2 separate regions of the Danio rerio genome follow, and region 1 is linked to region 2. The links are chromatin contacts, called in public Hi-C maps. All regions are on one chromosome and are shown on one strand. Each heading gives the region's core, a stretch centred on a gene start, on an enhancer-like site or on the middle of the called end of the contact. The rest is flanking DNA. Distances are from core to core; before and after follow the strand shown.

Region 1 (6,916 bases), core at 2,314-4,813, 110 kb before region 2:
ACAGAAAACTGGTCTCCAAAGACTTGAGCACCTGCAGGCCGAAGTCTCCCACCTCCTCGTATAAAGGCTCGGGGATTTCAATGCGCTCCTCAAATGAGTCCTGCTGCTGTATCTTCATGGGCTGAGGAGGACAAATGGGAAACAACAATGACATACTGTACTGAGAGGTATGAAGAAACAGGTCTAGTAAATTTTAAAAGACTATACTTAACTGCAGTGTGTTATGTCACTAATCCAATAGCAAAGTTCTTGTAATGGCTTTCATTAAAATAAGGCCATTCATTTTATTAATAATGTCTTTTAATTAGGTAAAAACATACAAATGTGTTGAATTAAATTTAAAACAGCAGTATGAGAAACTATCATTCACTAAATAGCAAATTGCCAATTTTATTTTAAGAGGGAAAAAACAATGTACTATTATAAAAATGTACATTTATTTATTATATTATTAATGCATTATTGCTGATATTGTTATTTAAGATAACTATACTGTTTTATAATTATTATTTTCAGTGTTGTTTGGCTTTAAGTACAATACTGTAATATATTAAATAATATTAATTATAATAATTTATTTCATTATATACGCTATATACCACAAACTTTAATGTTACAATTTAATTATTGTACTGTATTACTTTTGTTATATAATAATATTGTTGCATAAGTCAAATATGAATAATAAACTACCTGACAAAAGTCTTGCCGCTTATCTAAGGTATGGGAACAATAAATAATAACTTGACTTCTAGTTGATCATTTGGTATCAAATGTGGCTTATAAGGCCTCTAGATTACATTTATTTTACCAAAATAAAATATGATCATGTCTTGATTTTTTTAATTATTTATTTAGGACAGTATAGTCTGACTTTTCTTAGACAAAAGTCTTGGCAATTAACAGAAACAACGTACAATATAGAATATAAAGTGATGGTGCATAGAAAAAAATATATATTGTGTATGACTCCCATGAGCTTGGAGGACTGCATCCATACAGCTCTGCAATGACTGAAATCACTCATAATAAAGTCATCTGGAATGGCAAAGAAAGCATTCTTGCAGGACTTCCAGAGATTCTTTGGGTTAATTTCATCTTACCCCAGACATGCTCAATAATGTTTATATCTGGTGACTGGGTTGGAGAATCCTGGAGCTCCTTGACCTTCTTTGATTTCAGGAACTTTGATAGGGAGGCTTAATTATGAGGAGTGCTATCCTGCTGAAGAATTTGCCCTCTCCTTTGGTTTAGGGGCAGCATAAATGTCTTGATACCTCAAGCTGTTGATGTTTCCATCCACTGCAGATCCCTCAACACGTCCCCATACTGAATGTTACCCCAAACCATGATATTTCCTTCAAACTTGACCGATTTCTGTCAGAATCTTGGGTCAATGCGGGATCCAATAGGTCTTCTGCAGTATTTGTGATGATTAAGATGCAGTTTAACAGATGATTCATTGGAAAAATCTACCTTCTGTCACTTTTCCAAATGATCAACTAGAAGTCAAGTAATTATTTGTAGCTCGTACAACAGGGATCGACGACAAGACTTTTGTCAGGTAGTGTACCATTTCATATTTATATAATAAACACTCGAAAAATATGTTTGCATTTTGTTCAAACTACTTATTTAAAATGAGAGGAAACAACACAATTCTTGAGTTGTTTGAACAACTTAATTGTTTTATGTTCAATCAAAAACTAATAAGCTAACTTAATTAAATCAATTGAGTGAAACCCAGCATTTTACACTGTATAGCATCATATTCAAAAATCCACCATCATTATCATATTATTATAATACACTGTAACTCAGACGTGATTGTTGATCTACAGAATTACAATCTAATAGTAAAAAGCAATAATGTAGTAGTGAATATAATATTACATAAACCTTATATTACGCAACAATAACAATTATAAATGACAATTTTAAATAATATTAAAAGTATGATGCAAATTTCTTTCAATGATAATGTCTTGAATTTATTAAATAGTATTATGTTGTTGTTTTTGATATCAAATTTAATCGCCTCCACCAGGATTTTGAGAACCCAGTGTTTTTTGAGATCAAAAAAGAGAATGTTACAGGGTTTTTGTGTATTTTCACAGCAAAACTCAATTAAAGCAAACAATAGCCTAAATTTAGAGAAAAGAGGTCACAAAATCAGTCATTTTAGCTCACAAAAATAAAGCCCCACCAGAAGGGGAAAAAATACATAAAAATATATTGAAGTACACATGAAATCAAAACTAACAATATTGATTTTGTTAGCTCACATTGTTAGTTTTGTGGTGAACGTCATTTAAAAAAAAATCATTTGACCTTGTAATCTCAAAATAAAAATTTGAAAATGCTCTTCTCAGATTATGTCAGAGGTATTGTGTCACAATACAAAAAAAATTTTAAAATACGGTGTGACAATACAAAAAAAAATTGTTGCAACTTCCGGTTCATGCAGGCTTGTAAAGAATTATTAGCCCCCATTTGATTTTTTTTCTTTTTTAAATATTTTCCACTGATGTTTAACAAAGCAAGGACATTTTCACAGTATGTCTGATAATATTTTTTCTTCTAAAGAAACTTGTTTTAATTCGGCTAGAAAAAAGGCAGTTTTCAATTTTTTAAACACCATTTTAAGGTCAATATTTTTAAGGTCAATAAATTTTTCAAATTTTTTTGATAGTCCTTAGAACAAACCATCATTATACAATAACTTGCCTAATTATCCTAACCTGCCTAGTTGACCTAATTAACCTAGTTAAGCCTTTAAATGTCACATTAAGCTGTACAGAAGTGTCTTAAAAATATCTAGTCAAATATTATTTACTGTCATCATGGCAAAGATAAAATACATCAGTTATTAGAAATGAGTTATTAAAACTATTATGTTTAGAAATGTGTTAAAGAAATCTGCTCTCCATTTAACAGAATAATTCAGGGGGTTTAATGACTTCAACTGTATTTATAACTATAAACTAAAAATAAATGTGAAAATACTCATTTTAAATGTACTTTTAAATATGAAATAATTGTTTTTTTTAACATCACTCAGCTAATCAGACCAGTCTATAAAGCTATCTATTTTTAAATAGAACTTTGGAAGCTATAAACTTCATCCATACAAGTACTCTTGTGCACACAAATGTGCAAGTCCAAGCAAATCAGTGTCCTGACCACAAACAGCATCACAAAATCAGCATTTTAACCACAGAGCTCTTAGACTCCCAACACACAGGTGACTATTATCTTACCAAAATACGTAATCATACAGATAACCTGGTTAGATGATCTACCATTATGTGAACAAAAGCAGTATTTGTGGTGACGCAGAGCGAGCGAAATTCCCCCCTCGACAATGTTCAAAACAAATCACTTCCTTTTCGGAGTTGAAACTTTTGTCTCACTATCAGAGTGACAACATCAAGATAATTGCCGAATACACTGAAGACAAAGCAAGAAGCCCGCAGACAATTTGCTTAGCGAAAGCTTCTGGGCAGGGACACACACCAGAGGCCCGAAAAACACAACCCTCCCTTAAGGCTACAGTTGCAGAACAATGCAGAAGCGCCTTTCTTCCTCCAAATGCATCCTGTCATATCAGGAAAGCCACAGGAATGGGGGGAAGGACCGAGGAAGTCAAAGGGAATTCCTCTAGTAAGTACGGGCTCTTTTGTAAAGCGCACTTCTAAAAGTTATTCGATGCAAAAGTCATTTGATACTTTCCAAACCTCCTGCTTTTTACCTTCAGACAAGACACTGTAATCGGAGTAATTCTGGCTGAGTGTGTTAAAGAAACAGCAACAATTTAGTGGGCAAAGGTGCAATAATTGAACATTAAAGACATATAATCTCCAGGTAAAGAGAAATACTTACAAAAAACATGGAGAGTGCTCTTCTTGTGTGAAGCTTCCTCTGCAAAAACAAACACACACAAAGACAAGTGAAGCTAAAACCCAAAGTCTTTTTATACACACTGTAAAGAAATATCTGCATTTTGAGTATTTTGTGATTCACAAGTGTTTATTTATGAGTGTGAATAGCAATATGGGACCCTGATCTCTGCTCTGCAGACTTTTGGTGTTTTATTGTGACTTAAGAAATAATACGTATAGACAGGGGCAGACTGGGACAAAAATTCAGCCCTGGCACTGTAGCCACACAAATTACCACACCGACACAGCCCCACCCACAGACACGCACATTCACTATTAATTTTGGTGTACAGATGATGAAATAATATGACATTCTTGCCAGATTTTGATTACGTTCAGGTAACCTCGGATTGGGTCGGCCCATCTTGAAACCAGGCGGCAATTGCCGATTGGGCCAAATGCTTAACATTAATTATTATTATTATTGTCATCAACATAATAGCATCTAGCAAGAGATAAAAGCTGTCTGCACTTAAAAACAATACATATTAAAAAAAAAAAAAAAAAAAACTGACCGGCCCACATTTAAAAATTGGTCCGGCCCTTCTGGCATTTGCCAGAATTGCCAGATGGCCAGTCCGCCCCTGCGTATAGAGAAATAAGTTTGTAAAATAGCTGAAGATGTACTGGCAGTTTAACAAGGTTTTTGTATCATAATATACAACACCAACCCAGACAATAGATAACTTTAAACTATTAAAAATGTTAATAAAAGACAACTTTTCTAATATTACAAAGGTTGTTGGAAAAAAGATTAAGGTGCCATAATCTAATTTAAAAAGCATTAAAAAATGAGAAAAAAATAAACACATGAATCTCAAAATACGGAAAACTGCTAATTTACAGATATTTTTTACAGTGCATCTGTGTTAAGGATTGTGACCAGTGCATGTGATGTTAATTTCAGCACAGTATGCTTTTTGAACTACTACTACAATAAAGTATGTAGCATTTCAAATATCATGCCAATGCATAACTATCTTATGGTTTGCTAATTTAGTAGTTAATTCATATGAATTTGAACGGTTTTGTACATACACCTTCTTTCTAAAAATCATACAAATGTATAATTTATCTACTAATTTATCACAACAGTAAGTCATTTTGCTTTCCCATTTTTAACACATTGTTGTGTAAACACATTCTAAGAATATTTTAAAACACTAGTTGTGACATTAACTAGGACTATGCTTATTGCCTGATTTTTTTTTTCTAATTGTGCCTTTGACTGTTTTTGCACTTACTAGTTTCATCCACAAGATGTCAACACTAAATCAAGCCTTTGTTTCACAGCCAGTAAAGAATAGTGAACAACAGTGAACAAAAACTATGGTAAATTTTATTTATTTTATAATTTTTTTTTATTTAAAGAAACACAAACAACTCTAGTAGAGTTAAGCAATTGAGTTTTACCAGTGTTCCTTCATTTCCTTTTTTTCCCCACAGCTATAACATACTAGTAGCTCTTCTTTACTAGACAGTAGTCTATATTTATTAGATACTAGTACTTATTAAATGCTAGTATTTATTAACTGTGTTTATTCTATTAACATTCCATTAACTATTAGTTTTTTCTTAATTAACTCCTAATCGGCTGCCAATTAATTTAGGTATTGGGTTGGATTAAGGATGTACAATAAGATCATGCAGAACGTATACTTTATAAGTACAATTAAACAGCCAGTATCATAATAATAGGCAGATAACAAGTCACTAGTTCATATAATGAGAACACTAAAGTGTCAATTTTTTTATTATTATTAATATTATTATTATTCATTTTATTTTTGACTAAGTCCCTTTATAAATCTAGGGTTGCTCTGTATGTTTTACAGTGAAATTGATTATAAATAAACAAATAAATTATCCAGCTTTTGTTTTACACAATGAATGCCCTTCCAGCTGCAACCCATGACTTGGAAACACCCATTCACTCCCATTCACACAACGGAAAATTTAGCTTACCCAATTTACATATAGCACATGTCTTTGGACTTGTCAGGGAAACCAGAGCACCCGGAGGAAACCCACATGATCATGGGGAGAACATGCAAACTCCACACAGAAATGCCAACTGACCCAGCAAAGGCTCGCCAGAGACCATCTTGCTGTAAAGTGATCGTGCTTCCCACTGCGCCACTGTGACACCCTATTATTATTGTTATTTATTATTATAGTTCTAAGGTTTTTAATTGAACCTGTGTGCATTCTAAATAACTATTCAATAAAAATGTATATCACAAAAACTGTTGCCAGTGCCTAATGAATAACTACTAATATCTAATGAAAAACAATCATATTAAATGAATCAATATGTTATCTTACAAATGCTTACAGGTAATATTTAAAATGATACACTAGAATAGTCACTAGAAAAATGAAAACTTGACAGATCTAAACAGTTGATATCTGAAAGACAGATCCCAATAGAATTCAACAGCAAATGTATTAAAAGTGTCACTAGTACCATTCAAATTAAAGTAGTTACTAGTCCTTATTTAAATACTATTATCTAAAAACAACAACTTGTATCTAGAGAATGTTTAGGTAATAGTACCACAAGAGATAATACCTAAAGAATAGGCGCTAGCAGCTAATTGGAAATATACTAGCAGCTGAAAAATAAGCATGAAATTACATACTAATACATTATAAAAAAAATTACGTGACCGTTCACCAAAAAAAAATATTCTATGATCTTTTACTCATCAACCTGTTGGAGTCCCTTTCTTATGTTGAACACAAAAGAAGATAATTTGAAAAATGTTTGCCATTGACTTCCATAGTATGTATTTTTCCTGTTATGGGAATCAGTGTTATGTATGTCAATGGCTCCTGGTCACCAACTTTGCACGTAAGGGTGAGTAAATATTGAGTACATTTGTATTTGTGCATGAACTATCCTTTTAAATCTTAAACAGGCATGCCATAGTGTTTTAGTATGGCATCAAATTACTCAGGCTATGCTTTCAGGT
Region 2 (6,927 bases), core at 4,131-6,630:
TCACTGAGAAATTGATACAAATATTCATTTTCAAAAAGGGGTGAACTCAATTATGCTGAGCACTGTATATACAATTTTGTTTGTCAGTAAAGACACATAAAATCTTTGATTGTTGTTGTTCATTTGTCAGTTAAATAAAAGTAAATGTGAACTGGCAAATTACAGCTTCTTCATTATACTGCGTTTTACAATAATCTCCCATTTTTTTTTCAGAATTGTGTTTGTATTTTCATCTGATGTTTTTCTGCTTTGAAAACATAGGAGACCCTAAAGAGCTGGCTAACATCCTCAAATACCACATTGGAGATGAGTTCCTGGTCAGTGGAGCTGTGACCTCTCATACCAGACTGAAGCCCCTAGCTGGAGACAAACTGGAGTTGGGCACTGTCAGTATACTGCCATCAATCTCTGCTTATTATTGAGATACGTACAGGCTGATGTATTGCTATGGGAATGTATTGCTATGGGACTGGGGTTAGATTGTGTTTTATGCTCACCAAGGCTGCTTTTATTCCAACAAAAACAATAAAAACAGTCATATTTTAACAAATTTATAGAACATATTTCTGTTTTAGTATATTTAGAATGTAAATAATAGCTGAATAAACCAATATTGAAAATACTGACCTTAAACATTTGAATTTTACTGTACATTTATTTCTTTAACAAAAATCTAAAATGATTTAATTACTGTCATGTTAGTTCAAAATATATACTCTAAGAATATATAGTATTACTGTAAATCAATTTGAAAGTGTTTTTGTTTATTTAGTTTATTTTGTGATCTTTTGTCACTAAATATACAATCACACACAATTGAATAATTACATTATTGAACATTTATTTTAAAAATTTCAATAACTTAGAATAACTAAAACAAGAAATAGAATAACTATAATAAAATATGAAGCAATATATATTTAAAAATAAAATATTCCCTACATTTAATAACTCTTTTTGTTCATTCAGTTTTTTTCTTTTTTCTTTTCAGCGTAACTCAACCATATATGTGAACCGTGTGCCTGTGGTGGAGTCTGATCTGATGGCTACCAATGGAGTTGTGCACGCTGTTAATGTCATCATCAAGCCACTGCGTAAGCCAAGGATTCCTTAAACACTGTGATAAAAGAACTATATTGTTTTAACAGTTCATAACAGCGATGTGTCCATCTGTTTTAGCTCCTAAAATTGTGAGTGACCAGGCCGAAGGCTCAACAATCAGACGCACATCTGCTGTCAGGGTTAGTATATACAATAAACCAATTTTCCAGTACTTTTACTTGTTTATGAATTGTCGTTGTGCCTCTAACTTATTTATAAATGATAAAGAAAAATGTTTATATTGGGTTTTTATTTTTTGTTCTAGGCTGGGTCTCAAGTATCCAAAAATGGTAAGTAATGTTGGCTAACTTCACTTTTCTCACATCAATGCAGTTATTAGTCTCATCTGTACTTTTGTGATGATACTGAAATACAGCATCATTGAGTACACCCCATTTTGAAAACGAATATTTTTATCCATTTAGAGATATTTATTAAAGTCATGCTTTAGTCACCAAACATATTTAGAAATTAAAAGCTAGTCAAATTAAATTCAAGCTAAATATTGAAAAAAAATTAAACTCAATTTTTTTTTTTTTTTTTGCTTCTCTTGATCTTTCCTCTTTTTAAAATTTGTATTAAATATTTTTCTAAAAAATATAAATATGGCTGTACTAGTTTTTGGGCCATTATCAAAAGTTATTTTGTTAGATTATCTCCAGATTTGGCTCCAGTACTGACTGATCTAATGTATATGCACAAATTTAATATTGTATAGCTCCCTATTGAAAATATTAATTTAAAAGATAGATTTGTGAGGGGTGTACTCATATATGCTGAGCACTGTATGTAAAATAAAATAATAAATAATAATTTTTTGCCACATTACAGATGATCTCTTCCAGAAGGTTCTGAGAAGTCACAGCAGCAGAACATTGTCTCGTGTCCAGTAAACGCTTTCTACAAAGTAAAACTGTAGTTCATTTTAACCCTCACCACTTTCAGAGGATGGAAACACAGAGTTTGGTGTCTTATTTTAAGAAGAGCTAATTAGAAGATTAAGAAAATCCAGAGAACAACATACAGAAATCTGAAAATGCAAAGCAGTTCAACAATGCATTTTTTTCAAATGCCGAAGATCCTTGGATGGAAAGCAGTGTTATTTTTCAAATCTCATAAATTGATTATATCAGGTTGCCATGGCACTTCATGTGTTATGATTTATTCAGTCTGCATTTTTGAATCTGATGTCGGTGTTCGATTTATCTTACTTTGTCAGATTGTCCTCCCATTTAGAAAAGTAAGTTGCACATTTTGATGACGCATTATGCTACCCATCAGGTTTTGCTACCAGTGTTAACTTTAATGTAGAGTAGTGTGATATGAAGCTGTAATATCGCCCTACCTAATCCCAAACCCCAACCTCAGAACCATTCAAAAACAATGTTGGGAGCATAATCTGATGGGTAGGAGGAAATGTCAGGAGACCAGTTCATTAATAACATTTTTGTATTTCTCTCTTTATCATTTTTGTAATGTTTTTGGTTGTATTTGTTATACCTGTAGCATGTTTGCATGGTTTAAGCTGGAACAAATGCTATTTTGTGCACATAAAAAACGACCAAAATGATGTCTTCATGTGTAATGTAAGACCTGTAACTTGTGCAGATTATTCATGTTTATATGCCAAAGATATTTTGTGAAGAACCAAAGATCACTGTCTGCATATTTCATTATAACATGACTGTTTTGTAGCCACAGAGTTATAGTTTACATATAACTAGTAAGTGCCCTTGAATGTAGTTTGCGCTGTCTGTTACAAGCCAATTTGTCAGTTCACTGAGCTGAATTCACAATGTGGTGGATTGTCATAATGTGTTGATTAATGTGTGTGGCAATAAAACTCTCACTCAGTTGATTGCTCACATTATTCATGACTAAATCGTTTCTCTGTTCGCTCGCTTGAATGTAAATTCTGCATGAAAACCACAAGCAGAAAAATTCCAGCAGTCACTATTTAATGTTTATCATTGTTCCTGGTGTAGGTGATTTTAGCAGAAGCTGGGAGGAATATTCTAATTCTAGAAGCAAAGACTGGAAAAAAAGATGTCTTGTGCAAGATCAATATTATCTATTTTTCCAGAAGAATTGTTTCTTTTCACCGGCCACTTTATTAGGTACACCATACTAGTACCAGTTGGACCCTCTTTTGCTTTCAGAACTGCCTTAATCCTTCGTGAGATAGATTCAACAAGTTACTGGAAATATTCATCTGAGACTTTTGTCCTTTTTGACATGATGGCTTCAAGCCATCAATGCTGGCATCAGGCATCAATCTGTATGTGCAGATTTGTCGGCTGCACATACATGATACGAATCTCCCATTCCACCACATCCCAAGGTGCTCTATTAGATTGAGTTCTGGTGACTGTGGAGGCCTTTTGAGTTCAGTGAACTCATTGTCATGTTCAAGAAACCAGTCAGATGATTCGGGCTTTATGACATAGTGTGTTATCCTACTGGAAATAGCCATCAGAAGATGGGTACACTGTGGTCATAAAGGATTGGAAATGATAAGCAACAATACTCAGGTAGACATGATGCTCAATTGGCACTAATGGGCTCAATGTGTGCCAAGAAAATATCCCCCACACCATTACACCACCATCACCAGCCTGAACCGTTGATACAAGGCAGGATTCTTTTATGTTGTTAATGCCAAATTCTGACTCTACCATCAAAATATTGCATTAGAAACTGAGACTTATCAGCAGGCAAAGTTTTTCCAATCTTTTATTGTCTAGTTTTGGTGAGCCTACGCAAATTGTAGCCTCATTTTCCTGTTTTTAGCTAACAGGAGTGGCACCCGGTATGGTTCTGCTGCTGTAGCCCATCTGCCTCAAGGTTCGACGTGTTGTGCATTCAGAGATGCTCTTCTGCATACCTCGGTTGTAACGAGTGGTTATTTGAGTTATTGTTGCCTTTCTATCAGCTGGAACCAGTCTGGCCATTCTCCTCTGACATCTGGCATCAGCAAGGCATTTGCGCCCACAGAATATATATGGATATATGGATATTTTCTCTTTTTCTGACTATTCTCTGTAAACCCTAGAGATGGTTGTGCGTGAAAATCCCAGTAAATCAGCAGTTTCAGCAGATGCTCAGTTTGAACAGCAGCAGATCGTCTCGACCATGTCTGCATGCCTAAATGCAAAAATTTGCATTAACGAGCAGTTAGACTGGTGTAATAAAGTGGTTGCTGAGTGTATATTAAGAGGAAAAAATGCACAAAAACAAACACATCAATTTTAATGGGTGCTCAGACAAACAATACAAAGTACAAAAACATAATCAAAAAGGAGACAACACCATAGCTCAAAAAATACTAATTTAGTAAATTAAAAAGCCTAACACAAAGCTTGTAACATCAGTCTGATGAAGAGCCAGTGTACTCAAAATGTTACGTGTTAGCCTTTTTATTTAATAAATTGGTATTTTTAATTATATACATCCTAAAGGTACATTTCCAGGATTTTTTTAATCAAGAGTATATTTTTGTATACTCTAAACTTTTATTTGAGCTTCATAGAGTGTTTTCTAAAATATATATATATATATATAAGTATTATTATTATTATTATTATTATTATTATTATTATTATTATTATTATCATCATGAAGATGACTTAGTGAACCATTAACAGACCAGGACAAACTTATTTTTCATTTTTGGACCAGACTGAAAGAACCGACAACCAAGGTACACGTGTGAACATTCTTTTTCTAGACAGCACCTAATTGGGCAAAAATCAGCATAGTGCAGGATGAGTCATCAATATTTTCTTCTGTTTTTTTTCTCTTTTTTTAGATGAAAAGGCTGATGCAAATATCTGACAATGAAAGGTTTTTGTAGTTTTACATATAGGCTATACTGTAGGGTAGGTCATTACCATAAACCCAACTATAAAAGCTATAAAACCTTTATCTTAATTTCATGAGGTCTTAAATGTTGTTACACCTATTTCATTTACAATTAAAGGTTTGTTGGATTTATTATCCACATTCTGCATTTTTTTCTCCGATAATCCAAACAGACGTGCAATTTTTGGATCTCAACCAACCGCTGGTCTTTGAAAAGAGCTTCCGCATGACTTTACATGGAAAGATGCCTGTTGTTTAAACCTGCCATTTGACTTTACTGTGCTTGTTATATTGCCGTGTAAACTCAGGAAGCGTTTGAGGATGGTAAACAGAGCTTCAGTTCCCTGCCGCGGGATGTCTCAAGCTGCCCAACAGTGCTGGAGTAGGAAACATATGTGCGCTGTATCCTTTCTCAGCTGGCAGCCTCGACCAAACATTCCAACAGGCTTTTTGCTCCCGGAGCGAGACACTGGCACACTGTTTAGTGGCACAGAGCTTTAGTGTTGGCTAACATACAAGTTAAGTTGTCACAGTGTACAGTATCGCAACCAGTGGTCAGTTTGCTGCAACATATTAAATATATCCTCATCTCCTTTTAGAAACAGCTGCTCAACTCTATGCTTAACCACACGTTTGAGTCAATTATGCCACTGCACGGAAGCAAATGTCAAGTCTAATCCACTTACATCTGAATTAAATTCAGGGTTGCACAGCAGGATGCCTGGGACCTTCATAAATAATCTGATGTCTGTTTTGCTTTAGTATATTTACTATTCTGACTTCCCACATTTAAATCAGGTAACCAGGTTTGGAAAAAAAAACGTTGTTAAGTTTGGCAATTTCATGGATGATTTATGGTTCTGTGTGTTTTAGGGTGAACTGCATAAATAAAGTATTGGAAAGGTGTTCCTATTACACCTACACACGGCTACTATTGAGATATCTCTCATTTCAAATGTGAAACACATGTCCAGATGTTAATGTTTCACTCTCTGTGTGTCAAAAGTTGGCTTCATGTGGTCACATGTCCAATAGCTTAAAATATTTAGATTATACTCTATATTATTAAGTTAACTAGTTTTTGCTTGTAATTGTATCTGACAAAGCAATGAGTCTTATTACATTAGATAGTATACTGTTACGTTACATGTAAACATATATCTGTAATTACTTTGAGCTGACAGTGAGGTGGCAAGGACAAAGTTTGGTGTCAATATGCAAAGAAAATGTTTCAGAAATGAAGCCACAGTTTTAGTTTCACAAATTCATCTGTGTTATAGATGACCTATCAGGCTCATGTTTTAGAAGATGCCCCTAGAGTGTGTATGTGAAGTTTCAGCTCCATGCTACACAAATAATGTTTGTAACTTTGTAAATTCCCCTTTAGGCTTTGATCCAAATTGTGCTGCTTTGGCTTTAAATTCAAACGAGACTGTCCTGTTTTTAAAAGAGGGCGAAGCTACAAATGCCTATGTGTCAGCATAGTGGCTGTGGCTCAATTCCAAAAATGCAGAGAATAGACTCATGTTCTTGTGGAGACCATTCTAGCCAAGTTACCTCAGAAAAACGAACTTGGGAGACCGCGAGAACAGAGAACATGTCCTGTGAGAAATGAAATGCTGTATTCTTCCTGATGGTCACAAGAGCTTCACGCATTTTAATGAAAAGTGATTTAAACATTACAACATTCCTACAATGATTTAATGTTTTTTCCCTTTTCACAATATAAACTATAAAAACCTTACAAATATATGTTGCACAATACAAACAACTCATTCATTCTCCTTCAGCTTAGTCCCTTGATTCATCAGGGTTCGCCATAGCGGAATGAACCTCCAACTAATCCAGCATATGTTTACCCAGCGGATGCCATTCCAGCTGCAACCCAGTACTGGGAAACATCCACACACACTCATTTACACACATACACAATGGACAATTTAGTTTATTCAATTCACCTAGCGC

Evidence for each region. A called contact is a pair of places that touch in the nucleus more often than the background predicts.
Region 1: a contact with region 2 is called in a Hi-C map of hematopoietic stem cells, with 4 times the contacts expected there. The contact joins two enhancer-like sites. A contact is called at or near these places in 6 of 18 Hi-C or Micro-C datasets (caudal fin, embryo, hematopoietic stem cells and 1 more).

Annotation. Positions count from the first base shown.
Region 1 is chr14:30,892,283-30,899,198 of GRCz12tu, reverse strand. arap3 (ArfGAP with RhoGAP domain, ankyrin repeat and PH domain 3) reads right to left here. Exons shown (of 34, transcript XM_682220.9): 33 at 3,883-3,921; 34 at 1-121. Among named protein-coding and RNA genes, the nearest start is that of arap3, 53 kb to the right of the region's middle. Within about 2 kb of position 3,563, at least 6 of the 62 cell types and tissues checked have an H3K27ac peak or open chromatin away from gene starts, as enhancers often do.
Region 2 is chr14:30,783,309-30,790,235 of GRCz12tu, reverse strand. It overlaps tgfbi (transforming growth factor, beta-induced), which reads left to right. Exons shown (of 17, transcript NM_182862.1): 13 at 262-386; 14 at 992-1,094; 15 at 1,180-1,241; 16 at 1,367-1,391; 17 at 1,933-2,966. The coding sequence ends at 1,994. Among named protein-coding and RNA genes, the nearest start is that of smad5, 12 kb to the right of the region's middle. Within about 2 kb of position 5,380, at least 15 of the 62 cell types and tissues checked have an H3K27ac peak or open chromatin away from gene starts, as enhancers often do.